Regions from separate parts of the Ovis aries genome. Here region 1 is linked to region 2. Evidence: chromatin contacts called from public Hi-C data. All regions are on one chromosome and are shown on one strand. Each heading gives the region's core, a stretch centred on a gene start, on an enhancer-like site or on the middle of the called end of the contact. The rest is flanking DNA. Distances are from core to core; before and after follow the strand shown. Region 1 has its middle 150 kb from the start of TRNAG-CCC. Region 2 holds the start of TPM1 (tropomyosin 1).

Region 1 (7,314 bases), core at 3,873-6,372, 210 kb after region 2:
CACTTGTCTCTTTTTCCCCCCTAAGTATTTCTTTATTTGACTGCCCAGGTCTTAGTTGGGGATTGTGGGATCTTCGTTGCAACATGTGGGATCTAGTTCCCTGACCATGGATCGAACCTAGGTTCCCTGCACTGGAAGCACGGAGGCCCAGCCACTGAACAGTCAAGGAAGTCCCATCCTTCACTTACCTTTAACCAGCTAAATAGGGTGCTATACTTGGAGACAGGCATTAAGTGGCACCATCTTTCTGAGTTGGTTGGCTGGTGTTCTGCTACCTTCACGGACTGGTGACCTGGACAGCTGGCCTGGTACTCCATCCAGCTCTGTTAAGAATAAAGACTTTGGTGTCTGATAGGCTTTTTTTTTTTTTTTTTAAACACTGACAATAGCTTGCGGACAGCCCTTCTTCCTCATGATACCCAGCTGGGGACAACTTCCCCATCTGCTTCTTCACAATCTTGACCTTTTCTCAGGAAAGTTGAGGCCTTAGTGGGGACCAAACAGTCCACAGTGAGACACTCCCTTAGGGTTTCAAAAGGCTTTCTGGTCCCATTACCCAGAGCAGAACATGGCACTAATTAAAGATGATTTGGATCCATTTAAAAGATTAAAGGGAACCTGCACTGATTTGCACCCCGTAGGAAAGGCTGTGCAATAGGAGTGGCTCTGGCTGTTCATCCATGAGCTGGGCCAGAGTGAGGACTCCATCAGGGAAGGGGGGAAAGACACTGTTGACCTGTGGATGGGATCGGAGGTGAGGGGGAAGGAACTGGGGTTGGAGATAAGTCGCAAGAGGTAAGCGGACTCACTTCACTTTGTGTGGCAGAATCTAGGTCTATCCACATCACTACAGATGACTCCGTTTCGTTCCTTTCATGGCTGAGTAGTATTCCATGTATATATGTATCGCATCCTCTTTATTCATTCATCCGTCACTGGCGTTCTGGGTTGCTTCCATGTCCTGGCTATTGTAAACAGCGTTGCAGTGAACATTGGGGTATATGTATCTTTTCTGCATGACAGTTTTCTCAGGGCATACGCTCAGAGGCAGGGCAGGTTGCAAATGTAGAGAATGGACATGTAGACACAGCAGGGGAAGAGGAGGGTGAGACAGACCGGGAGAGCAGGACTGACATACACACACTGCTGCTGCTGCTGCTGCCAAGGCGCTTCAGTCGTGTCCGACTCTGTGTGATTCCATAGATGGCAGCCCACCAGGCTCTGCCGTCCCTGTGATTCTCCAGGCAAGAACACTGGAGTGGGTTGCCATTTCCTTCTCCACATATACACGCTACCACGTGTAAAACGGGTAACTAGCGGGAAGCAGCTTCACAGCACATGGAGCTCAGCTCTGTGCTCCGTGATGACCTAGAGGGGACTGATGGAGGGGTGGGGGGAGGCTCCAGTGGGAGGGGATGTATGTATCCATGCAACTGATTCACTTTGTTGTGCAGCAGAAATTACCACATTGTAAAGCAATTATACTCCAATAAAAAACAGGGCTGAGCAGAGATCACAAGACTGCTGCTGTAGGCTGCTTGGGCTGCTGAACAAAGCGGCGCAGACTAAGGGGCTTCGAGCAGAAGTATACTGTCTCACAGTTCTGGAGGCTAGAATTTCAAGACCAAGGTTCAGTAGAGTTGGTCCCTACTGAGGGCGGGGAGGGAAGCATCTGTTCCGGGTCTCCTTCCTTGGCTTGTAGGTGGCTGTCTTCCCTCTATGTGTCCCTGTGGCCACATTCCCTCTTTTTACAGTAACACCAGTCATGTTGGATTAGGGACCACCCTCATGACCTCACTGTAACTTGACTCATTCTATAAAGACTCCATTTCCAAATAAGGTCATATTCTGAAGTACCGGGGGTGGGTGTTGAGACTTCAACATATGAATTTGGGGGAACATAATTCCACTCATAACAGGCTCATGATAAAGTGTGATGGTGTCATGATCTCAATATGAAAGTACTCTGCACAGACATAAACTCAGACACAGCACATGAAGTCAACCAGGTGTTCATTTCTGGGTGATCACACTTAAGTTGATTTTTGATTATCATGCCTCTTCATAGTTCCACATTTTTTAACTTGAAAATATATTCATGTATAACTGGGTGAATACTCTGACAAATAAACATTAGTGGGGGAGGAGAGAAGAGTAAAAACTGCCAAGTTACGACTGCCTGCGCCCAGATACTGGCTCTGTCACTTTGTGGCTGTGTATCCTTGGGTCAGATAACTAAGTTCTATGTGCCTTTGTGTCCTCATCCAGAAAATGGGAACAGTAAGTAATACATAATAGAGCTATATGAAGATTCCATAAGTTAATATGCATAAGGTTCTTTCAACAGAAATGACAAAAACATAAGCTGTTATTCATTGCACTATTTTTGAGCTCTTGCTTGTACTACACTAGGTGCCAAAGACAGACAAGTATACAGATAGTATCATGATGGTTAATACAAACTAAAGCCTTTCTAGGCCTTTATGTCGTAGAGCATTTAATTCTCACCATAATTCTCTGATGCAGTTCCCATTTCTAGTTCTCTCTTCTAAGTGGGAAAACCAAAGCACAAGGAATATTAAGCCACAGAGCAGGACCTGAACAGACAGCCTGGTTTTTAAGCACTTTGTTGCCACTCCCCAAATGCTTGCTATAATGGGCTATAGGAGGCCTAAGGTGACGGAAGTCTGTCCCAGGCATTACAATTCACGCCACGTAAGCTATTTAGGAGGAAGGGACACTAAACACTTAAAAGGCAGTATTTCAATACCAGGACCTGCCAGCGTGGCTCCTACCATATGCAAGGATGCTTTACCCACAGACGCACAGCTGGAGCTTGGGGTCTGCTGGCTTCACGTGGATCCTCCTGCCTTGATTTTCCTTTCATTAATACAATGATACTAACATCGTTTGTGTCAAGATCCATGTCCACCCTCTTATTTTACTCTCAAAAGAAGCCTGTGACTCGAGAGAACGAAAGCTCAGAGGGGTTTTCACAACCTGCCCAAGATGACACAGAGGAGGGCATAGAGCTGTCACGAGTCAGGTCTCCTGACTCCTGGCCCACAGCTGCTCTTTCACTGGGCCCCGCAGCCTCCGCAGGAGAGTGTGGGCACAGAGGGCTTCTCCCCTGGACAGAGGAGTGCTCACGTGGCCAGGGAGCCTCTCCCCTGCCCCACCTGCTCTCAGAGGGCAGGGTCCTCTGCTCCCTAGCAGAGGACACAGTGCCTGGTGTTAATATTCACACATTAATGGGGGGATGGGGCTAGAAGGGACCTGGAGATAGCCTTCGTGTGTGAGTTCTTAAAGCACCAGACCCCTTTTCCAAGTGGAAATACACATGGAAACCCAACACAAAAGCAGATAAAAGCAGCTCCATCGAAGCAGGTACAGGGTCCTGATTTTCAGTGTCCCCTTCCCACATTCCTGCAGGAGAGGCTCCTGGGAACCTTCTGAAAACCCTGGGCTCCAAGAAAATTTAGTGTGAAAACCACTAATCTAGGGATTTCCCTGGTGGTTCAGTGACTAAAACTCTGTGTTCCAACGGAGGGGGCTTGGGTTCGATCCTTGGTCAGGGAGTCAGATCCCACATGCCAGTTAAAGATCCCACATGCCCACAAAGAAAAATGAAGATCTACAGCTAAGACCTGGCACAGCCAAATTAAAAAAAAATTTTTTAAAAGAAAACTGCCAATCTAGCCCAACTGCACCCCCTTTCCCACCTCTGATCACTTGGAAGGCTGAGATTTACTGAGGGGAGGTGAGTTACACATGGACCCAAGAGCCAGGATACGAAGACAGGTCCCCTGACCCCATTCCACTTCCCAGCACTCCAGTTTCCTAGCTACACAGCCAGAGTTCAGTGTGTTCACACAGAGGGGATGCAGGCACGGAGGATGGAGTTTCTTTGTTTTGGTTTTTCAATGATGAGAAAAACCGTGGGCTTCTTGATTTGAAAAGGCCACTTGCCCTGGAATCAGACGGAACTGGGTCGGAATGCCATTTCTACCCTTTAGCAGATAAAGATATTGCACCTCAGCATCTTTATCTATCAAACGGAGCCAATACAACTCATGCTGCAGAATTATTGAGTGGTAATGAGGCAGTGGATGTGATCTGGCCCAGCAACGGCTGGCACAAGGGTTCTGAAGAAACATTTACTGCTTCCATTTAGGAACTAAAGAGTTGGTATTCAAAAAGCACAGACTCCATCTGTGAGAACTGAAGAACTGTCAGTAAAGAAACAGTCAAAATTACAGAAATAATGAACAAAACCCAATATGCTAAAATCCAGATTTGCAAACCAAATAAAGGTAAATGATTCTCCTTGCAGAAGGATTCTCCTATTTCTAAAACAAAATGAACAAAACTCCAAAACATGCACAGGAATTCCCTTTAAATTATGAAGTAGTAATTTTACTTATCCAGTCTTCAGGAATGTATTTATCACATAAAAGCAAATTCATGACAACTTGGACAGCGGTTCCTGCTCAGAACTGCCCAGGGTCTGAATTCCCATAAAGGGAGGAGGAATTTGCTTCTTAAATAGAGTTAACCATAAGCCTTTGAGATTAAAAAAAAAAAAAAAAAATGCCCCTTGGATATTCTCAGCATAAATGTTTTGATCTCACGGTCACAAAGAAAATGCCATAAAGGGAAGTGTTTCAATAAGACCACAGGAGTGTAATTCACAGGAGGAATCTTCTTATTGGAGGTTCATTGCACGTTTCTCTTTATCAAAACTGTTGCTTAGCTCAGTGGCCTTGAGCCAGCTAGGTGACCTCTCTGAGCCTCAGTCTCTGAGTCTGTGATCAGGGCTTGGAGAGGGGGGCTAGTCTACATGTCAGACAACAGGCCTGCATTAGGCTTTGCCCTGAAAGGCCAGCTTTCTTCCCTGAGGCGGTCACAGCAGGCGATCTGGCCACCACTACTGTTGCCATTTCTGTGCTCTCAGTAAAACACTTGTTATCGATTTTGACATGAAACAGTCTTCTGAGCTGATACCCGGAGCTGGAGTTGGCCCACAGTGGACTGGGGCAAGGCTTTGCTTTGAAGGACACCAGGCTTAGCTGGATGTGGATGGGAATGAGGCCAGCAGAGGCACCATGCTGTTTGCGTGGACAACAGCTTTCAGCCCACCTGGAGCAGACGTCTGTGTACCGGTGAGTGGGTGACTCCTGCAGGGCAGAGTTCTCATCCTTGGCTGCAGGTCAGACTCAACAAGGAAGCCTTTAAAAAAATACTGATGCTCAGAACCCACCTCGGACAAACTGAATCTGAGTCCTCGGGGTGTTGTCACGTAGCCCTGCTGATTCCAGGCCATCATCATGGAACCAAATTCCCCTTTTGTGACCCTCCTTGGCTCAGGGGAGTCCAAACCACTGCCAGGTTTAGGCAGTAGCAGAAGCCTCCTGCCACATTCCTTGGACATGCTGGGACTTTTTCATTGTATTTCAGCCTCATAAACACTTGTGCCTGGCAAGATAGTAGATGAGCAGCCAGTATTTTGCAAAAAAATTTTAACAAGGACATTCAGGCTCAGGGAGATAGGGAAGCTTGCCTAAACTCACATGGTTGCAAAATGAAGAAAACAGGATTCGGGGGCAGTTTGCTTGCCTCTGAAGCTAGTCACACCTGGGTTGGCAAATTGTAGACTGTGGGCCAAATTCAGCTTGCTGTTTACTTTTATGCAGTCGGGGAGCCCAAAAATGGCCTTTACGTTTTGAAAAGACAAAAATAAAAACAAAGGCGATGCAACAACAGAGACTATGTGTGGCCTGCCAAGCCTAAATATCCACCATCTGGCCCCCTGGTAGAAGCTTGCCAGCCCCTGGTTAAGACAGTGACAGACGCCTGCTTGTGAGCTCACGCTGGGATGGCTGAGGAGATGACCCTCGATGAGGTGTCCCTCCAAAGCTTCACTGTCACAAGCAGCCTTCACAGCGGTTCTGACCCTTATATGACTAAGGCCTTCAAAGGCTCTTGCAATCCTTGTTCTCCTAGCTCGGCATGAAGGTGGTGTCCAGTCGTTTGGATGCACCAGAGTTTGCCAGAGCATCCCAGAGAGTTAAGGGCTTTGCAGTGTAGCCTGCTTTTTATCAAAGGCTTCACGTGCTGGGGCTGAGCCCAGTGGCTGGTCCACCATAAATCAAAAGCCAGAGCAATTTATTCACTCATTTGATCCTCGCAAAAATTCTGTGAGATGGAAGAGAGGGTACTGTTACCCTAACTTGAAAAAGATGATGGAACTATGGCTCAGGGAGTATAGAGGTGAATATGTACACCAAGTGGTGGGCCACGGTTTGAACCTGGTAGTCTTCTAATGTGAATTATCATGCTCTTCTAGGTTACAACAGCCTTGGGGGTGGGGGGCGGTGGTCATCAGCTCAAGTATCCAAAACTTGGGAGTTAGGAAAAACAAAAACTGCATGGAGACACACTAGAGGCTTATTGAGTTTTCTAGGGATATATTCCTTTGTTTTGACCTTCTATTTACCAGTTGACTGAAGCACTGGATTACTTCAAACGGATGTGAAATCGTAGGAGACTGACAGCACTGATAGCTAATTCTTGTCTTACAGAGGCGCCATGATTTTGTCCAGAAGAATAGATTACAAACCAATGGTTATAGTTTCACTGCCTTATAAAATAATTAATTTAACAATAATAGCCCACATACTTTATTCCAGCAATGATTAATAATTTTCTTTTTGAATGAAACTTGCCATTCTGCTGGTTCCTTCATGAATGAGTTCAATAAATCCTTGATGTATGTTGACTCTATATTTATATAAGATTCATGCTTTTTAGCTTTTATTTTACAATTGTATTTTGACACCCTCATTCATGGATACAAGTAGAGACCTCCAATATCAGATCTACCAAGATGCAGTGGTCACGCTGGGCGTTGGAAGAGTCTTCTCTCTGGGTGTATTCACCTACCGAGAAGGCAGAAAACCTTGGGGAAGGTTTGTTTTGAAAACAAAGCTGTTCCAAGAAGTCAATGTTTCCAGGAGCATTCAGGTAGAGCCAGAACCCAAATCCCATGACTCCCAGGCCATATTCTGTCCCCTACACAAAGCCCAGGAGCCAGACACTGAATCTGTGTTATAAACAGCTCAGCCTCCTGCCTGTCTTATTCTCCCTATAACTTTCCTTCCCAAGGAAGCTTCTTTCTCCTGCTGCTACTCCTGCTTCTGTATTTCAACTTGACTTCCACTGGGGGACCAGAGGAAAAAGCCAGAGCCTGAGCAAACACCACCAGGTAGACGATGGCACCACGCAGTCCCAGGTGCAGGAATAGAGGCCGAACTG
Region 2 (7,282 bases), core at 1,620-4,119:
TTATGATTTTTTCCCCCTTAAGAATTGTAGTAGCTTTTTTCTCCTCTTGCTTTCAGTCTTACTGGGCTATTTTCAAATTCTCTGCATTCTTTTCCTTATAAGGAATATCTCTCCTTGATCTATCAGCGGCTCTTTTGAAAAAGCTAAATAAACGTCCTGCTGGAGAATCTGGGGGAGACAGGCATCCTCCACTTAACCATATACGGAGCAGACATCTGATCTACATTATACAAAACTGGTGCAGAGTTATATGTGTTTTTTGGCTCTTTTTCTAAAGCCAGGTAGTTTGTGACTTAAATATTTTAGCTAAATCAGTGCTTCCTTGAACCTCCTCTCCAGGGACCTTCCTCTTCACTGAAACTTTTTATTTTTGTCAGATTCTAAATGTCCTGTGTCTGGATCTCTCATTTACAAAGCACCCTTGGAGATTACATTTCACACCTTTCACATCACAGAAAGCCTTTACTGATTTCAAAACCCAGACCCTCCATCAATGTACACTTTACTCCCATACAAAAAAATTCTGCCGTTGCACTTCGTCGTTCAACTTTCTGGGCATAGCTTTCCCTGGTGCTCATACATTCTTGAAATTGTTGCTCACTTCCCTAGGAATTTTTGCCTAATTGGGCCTCTAGGCTTAATTAGCTTCCAGAATGGTGTGAAAAAGAAGTCATTCCTTTGGAAATCTAATGCCTGTCTTGACTTATGCAGCAGAAGAGGCAAGCTCTTCAGCTAGAAGAGATTTCAGAGGGCAGTGGACAAAATACTGGCAGAGCTTTTGTGGTGTATGCATCATCCTCGAGACTATGTGGTGGCTGTCGGAGGCTGGCAGGTCGGGGCGGGGCGAGCAGGGGAACCAGGGGCAGCTAGCACACTATACCATATAAAGCACTGAGCTATATATAACTCCCAGCTTACTTTCTGGATCTAGTGCCCTCAGAGTGCAGACTCAAGCAAGTATCATCTTCCCAGGCAGATCTGAAGGGCTGGATTAAGACTTCCCTGGTAAGGAGGCCTCAAGGGTTTCTGAGGCCCACCATCAAGCTTAACCTTCTCAGAATAAGTAGCACGCGCTATGTCATTCTTTCAATACAGAGGCCAGGTCCTCTGAATCCTGACTAGATTGGTCACTGAAAACCAGGCCTTCCCACCCACCAGAGATGGCAAAAAGAAAACGGAGAAAACTAGGCATTCTATTTGCACAAACCTTGGTGATGACACCTCAGAGGTTTTCTGCCACCACAGGGAAGGGTTCACTTCCAGAGTCCAATTTCAGTTGCCGTGTTCTCCCAGATTCTCACCACCCCCACCCCCTCCAACCCCAGGGGTGAAGAAAGAAGGAGAAAAAAGAGAGAGGAATGGATGAAATAAAAATGAACTGTGCAGTAGCAGTTGAGGGCAGCGTCCAGTGCTCTGGGCCATGGCAGGCTGTGCGCACGTGTCCAGCTGAGAGGAGGTGACCCTCCTCCATGGTTTTCCGGCCCCTGTGATGACCCCCAGAGCAGGCCCCAAGGGCAGGAGGTGAGGGGGGCAGTGTGTGCGTGCACTTACGTCGGTGGCCTTTTTCTCCGCCAGCTCCAGCTTCTCCTGGGCATCTTTGAGAGCCTCGGAGTATTTGTCCAGTTCATCTTCGGTGGCCTTGAGTTTCTTTTGCAGCGACACCAGCTCATCTTCCAGCTGGGAGTTGGCCGTGGGGGACGGGGACGGGACGGGGTGGGGGGTGCGGCAGGCAGCGTGATCCCGCAAGGGAGGGTTGTGGGTGCACAGAGCCAGAAGGACAGGGACAGCGGGAGAGAGAAAGGGAAAGACAGGGAGGGAGAGAGAGAGAGACAGAGTTAGCCATTCGTGCGCCGCGCCGCGCGCGCCCGGGGTACCTTGGCGGCGGTTTCGTCGGCGGCCAGGAGGCTGTCCTCTGCCTTGTGCAGCTCCTCCAGCACCCGGTCCCGCTCGTCCTCCGACACCCGCAGCAGCTTCTCCTTGGCCGCTATGTCCTCCTCGAGCTGGGGGGCGGCGGCGGGCGGGCGCGGGCGGCCGGCACGGACCGGGTGTTAGACACACACACACAACACGGGCACCGGGTTGGCTGGGGCCCTTCAGCTTTGGGGCGCCACCGAGTTGGGGTTCAAGGGTCCCTAGGTAACCTCCTCTTGTCCCGAGGCTACTTCATACCCCCCACCGCTCCCGGGGACGACACTCCTACCGAGGTCTCAGCGGGCTCAAGGCCACAACTTGGCGTTGCAGAATAAATGGATGGCCCCCGATTCCGCGCCCGCCATACACTCTCTTCTGTCCCATCTTTGTTTTAACCAAAAAAAAAAAACCTCCGTGACTGTCGTTCCCCCCTCCCTGACTTCCTCCCTCCCCCAGTTGAAGGTTTTATCTCCCCCGGTCAAAAGTCCAGAAGAACTTCGAACACTTTCTGGACTTGATTCCCTTCAACCCTCCTCCTCTCCCCCACCCCCAGATCCAAAATTGTTTTCTGATCCTCAGAACCAAGTGCCTCTAGCACTTGATGGGACTTGACGGTCTCCGGCAACCGGAGAAGGGAAATAAGCGTCCCCAGGTAAGAGAAAAAGTTAGAATAAGCCAGTCCTGCTCTTCCCCTCCCGCTTCTCAGGCGCCCTGGAGTGGGGGTGGCTCCCGGAGTCCTCGGGGTGAGGGGCCAGGAAGGGGTGCTAGGCCGGGTCCCGGGGCTCCGGGCCCCAGGGCGGGCGGGGCGCGGGCGACCCCCGGGCGCACGGTTGGGAGGCGCAGACCTGCTTGCTCCTGTCCTCCGCTGCCTTCTTATCGGCCTCCGCCTGCTCCGCTCGATCCAAGGCGTTCTCCTTGTCGAGCTTGAGCATCTGCATCTTCTTCTTGATGGCGTCCATGGTGGCGGCGGCGAGGGGCCCTGGGGCTGCGGCGGGAGCAGGGAGGCGAGCGCGCGGTGAAGCGGCGGAGCCGGAGTGCGAGCGCCGAGCCGCCTGCTGCTCCCAGATATGTACTTTCCCAAGGGGGCGACCGCATTCCTCAAGACAGCCAATACTTTTTTGGAAGAGCTTTTTTCTCCTGCCCCCTTTCCCCCTTCTCCTCCCTCCGCCCCCCGCGCCCTCCCCGCTGCTCCCGCGGGGGCTGCTCGCCCATTCGCTGCCGCCTGCCGGCCTCCCAGTTGACGGTGGATATGACTATATATGGGGACCCGAGCAGCCAGCCGAGGCAGCCGCCGGGCGAGGCCTCCAGTTTTCCAAACCTGCACGCCAGGGAGAGGGCACTGGGGCCTCTCCCGGACCGGGGGCCCGGGTACTTCCCTCCGCCCTCTGCGCCCCCTCCTCCCGGGGTTCACGCTCCGGCTCTAGGGTCCCCAGCCGAGCCGTCCTAAGTCACAGGAGGCCTGAGGAGCGAGCCGGGCAGGTAGAGGATGCGCGTCGCTTTCTGGGCCGCCAGACCCAGCGGCTCGCTAAGCATCAGGACCTGGGGTCCCCGCAGCCACCGCGATGGTGTCCAGGCCCATGCGCTCCCGGCGCCCGCCCTGCCTACAGGGTGTCAGCACGGGCTGGCTTTCATGTTCTGGAAACTCAACTGGAGCAGAGAAAGAACAAGTTGGAGGGAGACCTGGGGTGCTGTATATGTCTGCTGGTGCGGGCCAGAACGTCTGCAAATCTGTCTTATGCGGTTCTCTGTCCCCCAGGGGAAAGACAGTTGTATACCTTAGGAGGGACATAGGACTCGGTTCTGTGTGTGCCTGTGTGTGGTACTTCCCCAAAGGGTGGGGTGTGTTTGTTGGTGTGTGGGTGGGAGCTTGCGAGTTTAACGGGAAAGGCTATTGAGTTTAGAGTCAGGCAACTTAGTTTTTTGGTCTCTCTCACCAGCAGCTCTGACAAGCGAGTTGACAAGCTCTAACAACTTGACAAGCCAGTTGGCCTCTGTGCTACATCTTTAAACCTGAGGATGAGGGGTAGATGATCCCTATGATGCCACCAGATCTAACTTTTAATCATTTTCCTTGCACTGAGTTTAGCGAGTTGGCCTCTTTCCATGTTAGGCACTCAGGTACTAGGTTACTAAAACACAGGGATAAATGTTATCCCAGCCAAGTCATTGTATCCACAGCTATAACTCTGAGGAGGGAACAGGCCCTGCTCTGTACAGCAAGCTTTGCTCAGAGGTAGGAGGGTTTCCTCCTATAACTCTTACTCCTCCCAGTCCCCATGGGGAAAAGCCTGCTCTTTTCAGACTTTCGATGGGAAGGGAAGAAAGGGCTGTTCCCAAACCCTGCTTGATACTGGCTGAGGCAGAGCTGGTGAGGGTCTTGTTGGGTCTTGTTAACAGTCCCCACAGAATAATTCACAACCTGTCCTACATGGATACTGAATATTCCCTGGACGGTATCTGAGCAGATCAGGCAGGTCAAACATCTTGTAAGTCCTTCAGAGAATGATCAAGTTCCTCCCAGGATTTTATCAGGTTTCTTCCACTGACCCAACTGCCCAGGAGGGGGGAAAAAATATACCCTGACCTAATGGTGAGAACACTAGATTTGTGTGCACAGGCACTGCATGGTATAGAAATTCACCAGGACCCTTTAATCGCCACATGTGAACCCAGCCACTGGAACACTGACAGAGTTCAAGGCCTCTGGGTCATATACAGATGTGTGGACCCCAGGGAGCTGACTTCCCAGCTTGGAGCTCAGCATAAGGTTTATGCGTAGGGACCCCAGAGTTAGACCCTGGAATCCAAACTTGGCCTGGCTACCTCCTTGCAAGATGGCCTTAACCACATTATAATCTCTTTAAGCTTCAGTTTTCTGTTCTGTAAGGTAGGTATACAAATTCTTCCCTCTTAGGGTTGTTACAAGAATGAAAATGAGATAAAGAATGAAAAGCGTTTTGTCTAGCACATAGCAAAGTACTCAGTAAATTGTGGCTGCTCGGGTGGCAGAGGGCAAGTCATCTCTTGTCTCTCGGCCTCAGTTTTCTCATTTATAAAATGAGGCAACTGAACTAGAGAAACTCCTGGAGGGACCATGTATTGTGAATTTTCTCTGCTGTGCCAAACATAGAGAAACATGCTAAAGTTTCCTTAAGTGAACTAGTGTTATAGACCATCTATTCAAACACACCACTGGTGAGCACCTGTTGTATACAAGGCAGGCACTAGGCTCCAGGATCCCCAATTAAGTAAGATACATCCATGTCTTCCAGGTGTTCAGCATGAACAGTGGAGAAAGAAGTAGAAATGACCAGATCAGAGACAGACAGATAAAACTATTCTGACAGACAGATAAAAACTATTCTGAAAAGTGGTGGTTTTTAAACTGATTTTAGAGGAAGGATAGCAATTAGATAGAGAGGAGGGTATTGTATGAGCCAAGGGTAGAAAGAGAATATTTGATGGTGGTTGGACAGTAGGTTTACTTGGGGATGAACTGGGAGGTGAGACTGGAAAGGTAGATAGGAGGGGTGTATGGCGAAGGGGCTTGAATTTAGGGACTCAGATATTCAGGCCTGATTCTTTAAGTTTAAACCATTCATTTTTTCTTCCCCTCCCTGCCTCTAGAAGTCAAAGACTATGGTGTCCAGTATGCGAGCTGCACAAAGCCAATTTAAAAAATTCCTTGGTACCATATCACTAATCCCTAGACTGATGGGTTAACATAACAGGTCCCTGGCCTCAGTCATTTCCATTTCACCACTGGTGAGATTCTGCCCCATGAATAGCCTGACAATCAACCAGGTTCAACCCAACTTCAGGGACTGCTCCATCCACTACCCTTCAAGGGTTAGGACCAGGCAAAATATTTTCACTTAAACAAAGACTTTCTTCTATATTGGTCAGATCTCCTGGTCTTTGGATAGCATCAAGGTGTGGGCTGGGGACTTCCCTGGTGGTCCAGTGGTTAAGACTCCATACTCTCATTGTAGGCGGGATGGGTTCAATCCCCAGCCAAAAAGAGAAAAAGAGGGGCAAGCTAGACAGCCATGGGATATACAGTATATTTCTATTCCCCACCTGCGTGGCTGTGACTTAAGGACAGATCCATAGACTAGCCAGGGACCTAGTGTTGTGGCCTGTCAGGCAGAGATGGACTGTGCCTCTGGGCTTCTCTTTGACTATAGTTTGAACTAAGGAGCATGGAAAATATGAATCCATAGCTGAAGCAGCTGAAACAAAAAGGGGTTATGATCTTGGGCTGGAGATCCCTTGTAAGAGGGTGATTAAGGCTGTTTACAGATATTTGGGCTTTCTTCCCAATCAGGTCTTGGTAGGATTGCACATCCTCACCCAATTAAGTGTGGTCATTTGACTTGCCTTGGCCAAGGAAATGTGAACAGAACTAGCTTATGGTAGATACTATGAGTTAGTATGACTCACTGTGTTCTTTCTCAAAGTTGTTGCTGTTTTGTAGTCTGGATTTGCAAGTGGCTGTGGTAAGCAGAGTTCCCCTCTCTCCAGAACCAACCCTTGGTGGACATGTAGCATAAGCAAGATGTAAACCTCTGCTGTTTTAGGCCATTGAGAACTGGGGGCTGTTTGTTACTGAAGCATTACTAGCTTCTCCTGGCTAACATATCATGACAGGCCATGTATCATTTAAGGTATGAAGAAGCAGCGAAGTTGGTTGTAGAGAAGGAGAATGAGGTAGACATATCATGGTAAACAGAAACACCATTAGGAAAAAAAGATGGGGAAACAATGATCAAATCTCTGTTCCGGGGGTCCTTATAATTATACCCTTTCCTTCCTGAGGTTACATGAGAGAGTCAATGTTCCTTGAAAGTTAAAAAACTGACCAGATCATGGTGGTGTGGAACCCCGCACAGGATCCTTGGTCCAGAGGTTCTGTGTGAACACCAAGAACATCCTTGGAATTTCCAGAAGATTTCTCTAGTGCTTGGTATTCAGTCATCTCTCCATAAATGTTTGTTGAATGACTGTTTTCTTGGCTACTAACCATACAAATAGGAGAAACAGTTTCTGGGAAGGAACCACAAGAAAACTAGGCTCAAAAGACTTAATTCCATTCAAAATAGAGATTCTATGTTATATTGCCTGAAGAATGGATATGAGTGTTTTGATAGGATAGGACAAATGTCCCACAGATATTTACTGAGCCCCTTTTGTGTGCATGGCACTTAACTAGAGTTTATAGGATCAAGGGAGGTGGGTAAGAGATGGATCTTTTCCTCCAGGAAAAGCATCTGTGTATGTTACAGGGTAAAACCCTTTTTTGGTGGGGGGATGGGATGAGGTGTGGGGGAGGTCACTTGATATGTTTTTCAACTATATTGCTGTTGTCCCA

What was found. A called contact is a pair of places that touch in the nucleus more often than the background predicts.
Region 1: a Hi-C map of tail adipose tissue shows a contact between it and region 2, with 5 times the contacts expected there. The contact joins the enhancer-like site here to the promoter of TPM1 in region 2. A contact is called at or near these places in 4 of 16 Hi-C or Micro-C datasets (liver, mixed tissues, muscle and 1 more).

What each region holds. Positions count from the first base shown.
Region 1 is chr7:45,413,574-45,420,887 of ARS-UI_Ramb_v3.0, forward strand. No RefSeq gene overlaps it. Among named protein-coding and RNA genes, the nearest start is that of TRNAG-CCC, 150 kb to the left of the region's middle. Within about 2 kb of position 5,123, at least 3 of the 54 cell types and tissues checked have an H3K27ac peak or open chromatin away from gene starts, as enhancers often do.
Region 2 is chr7:45,205,216-45,212,497 of ARS-UI_Ramb_v3.0, forward strand. It overlaps TPM1 (tropomyosin 1), which reads right to left and starts at 2,870. Exons shown (of 9, transcript NM_001126351.1): 1 at 2,757-2,870; 2 at 1,552-1,677. The coding sequence starts at 2,870. It overlaps LOC132660183 (a long non-coding RNA gene), which reads left to right and starts at 2,400. Exons shown (of 2, transcript XR_009601486.1): 1 at 2,400-2,563.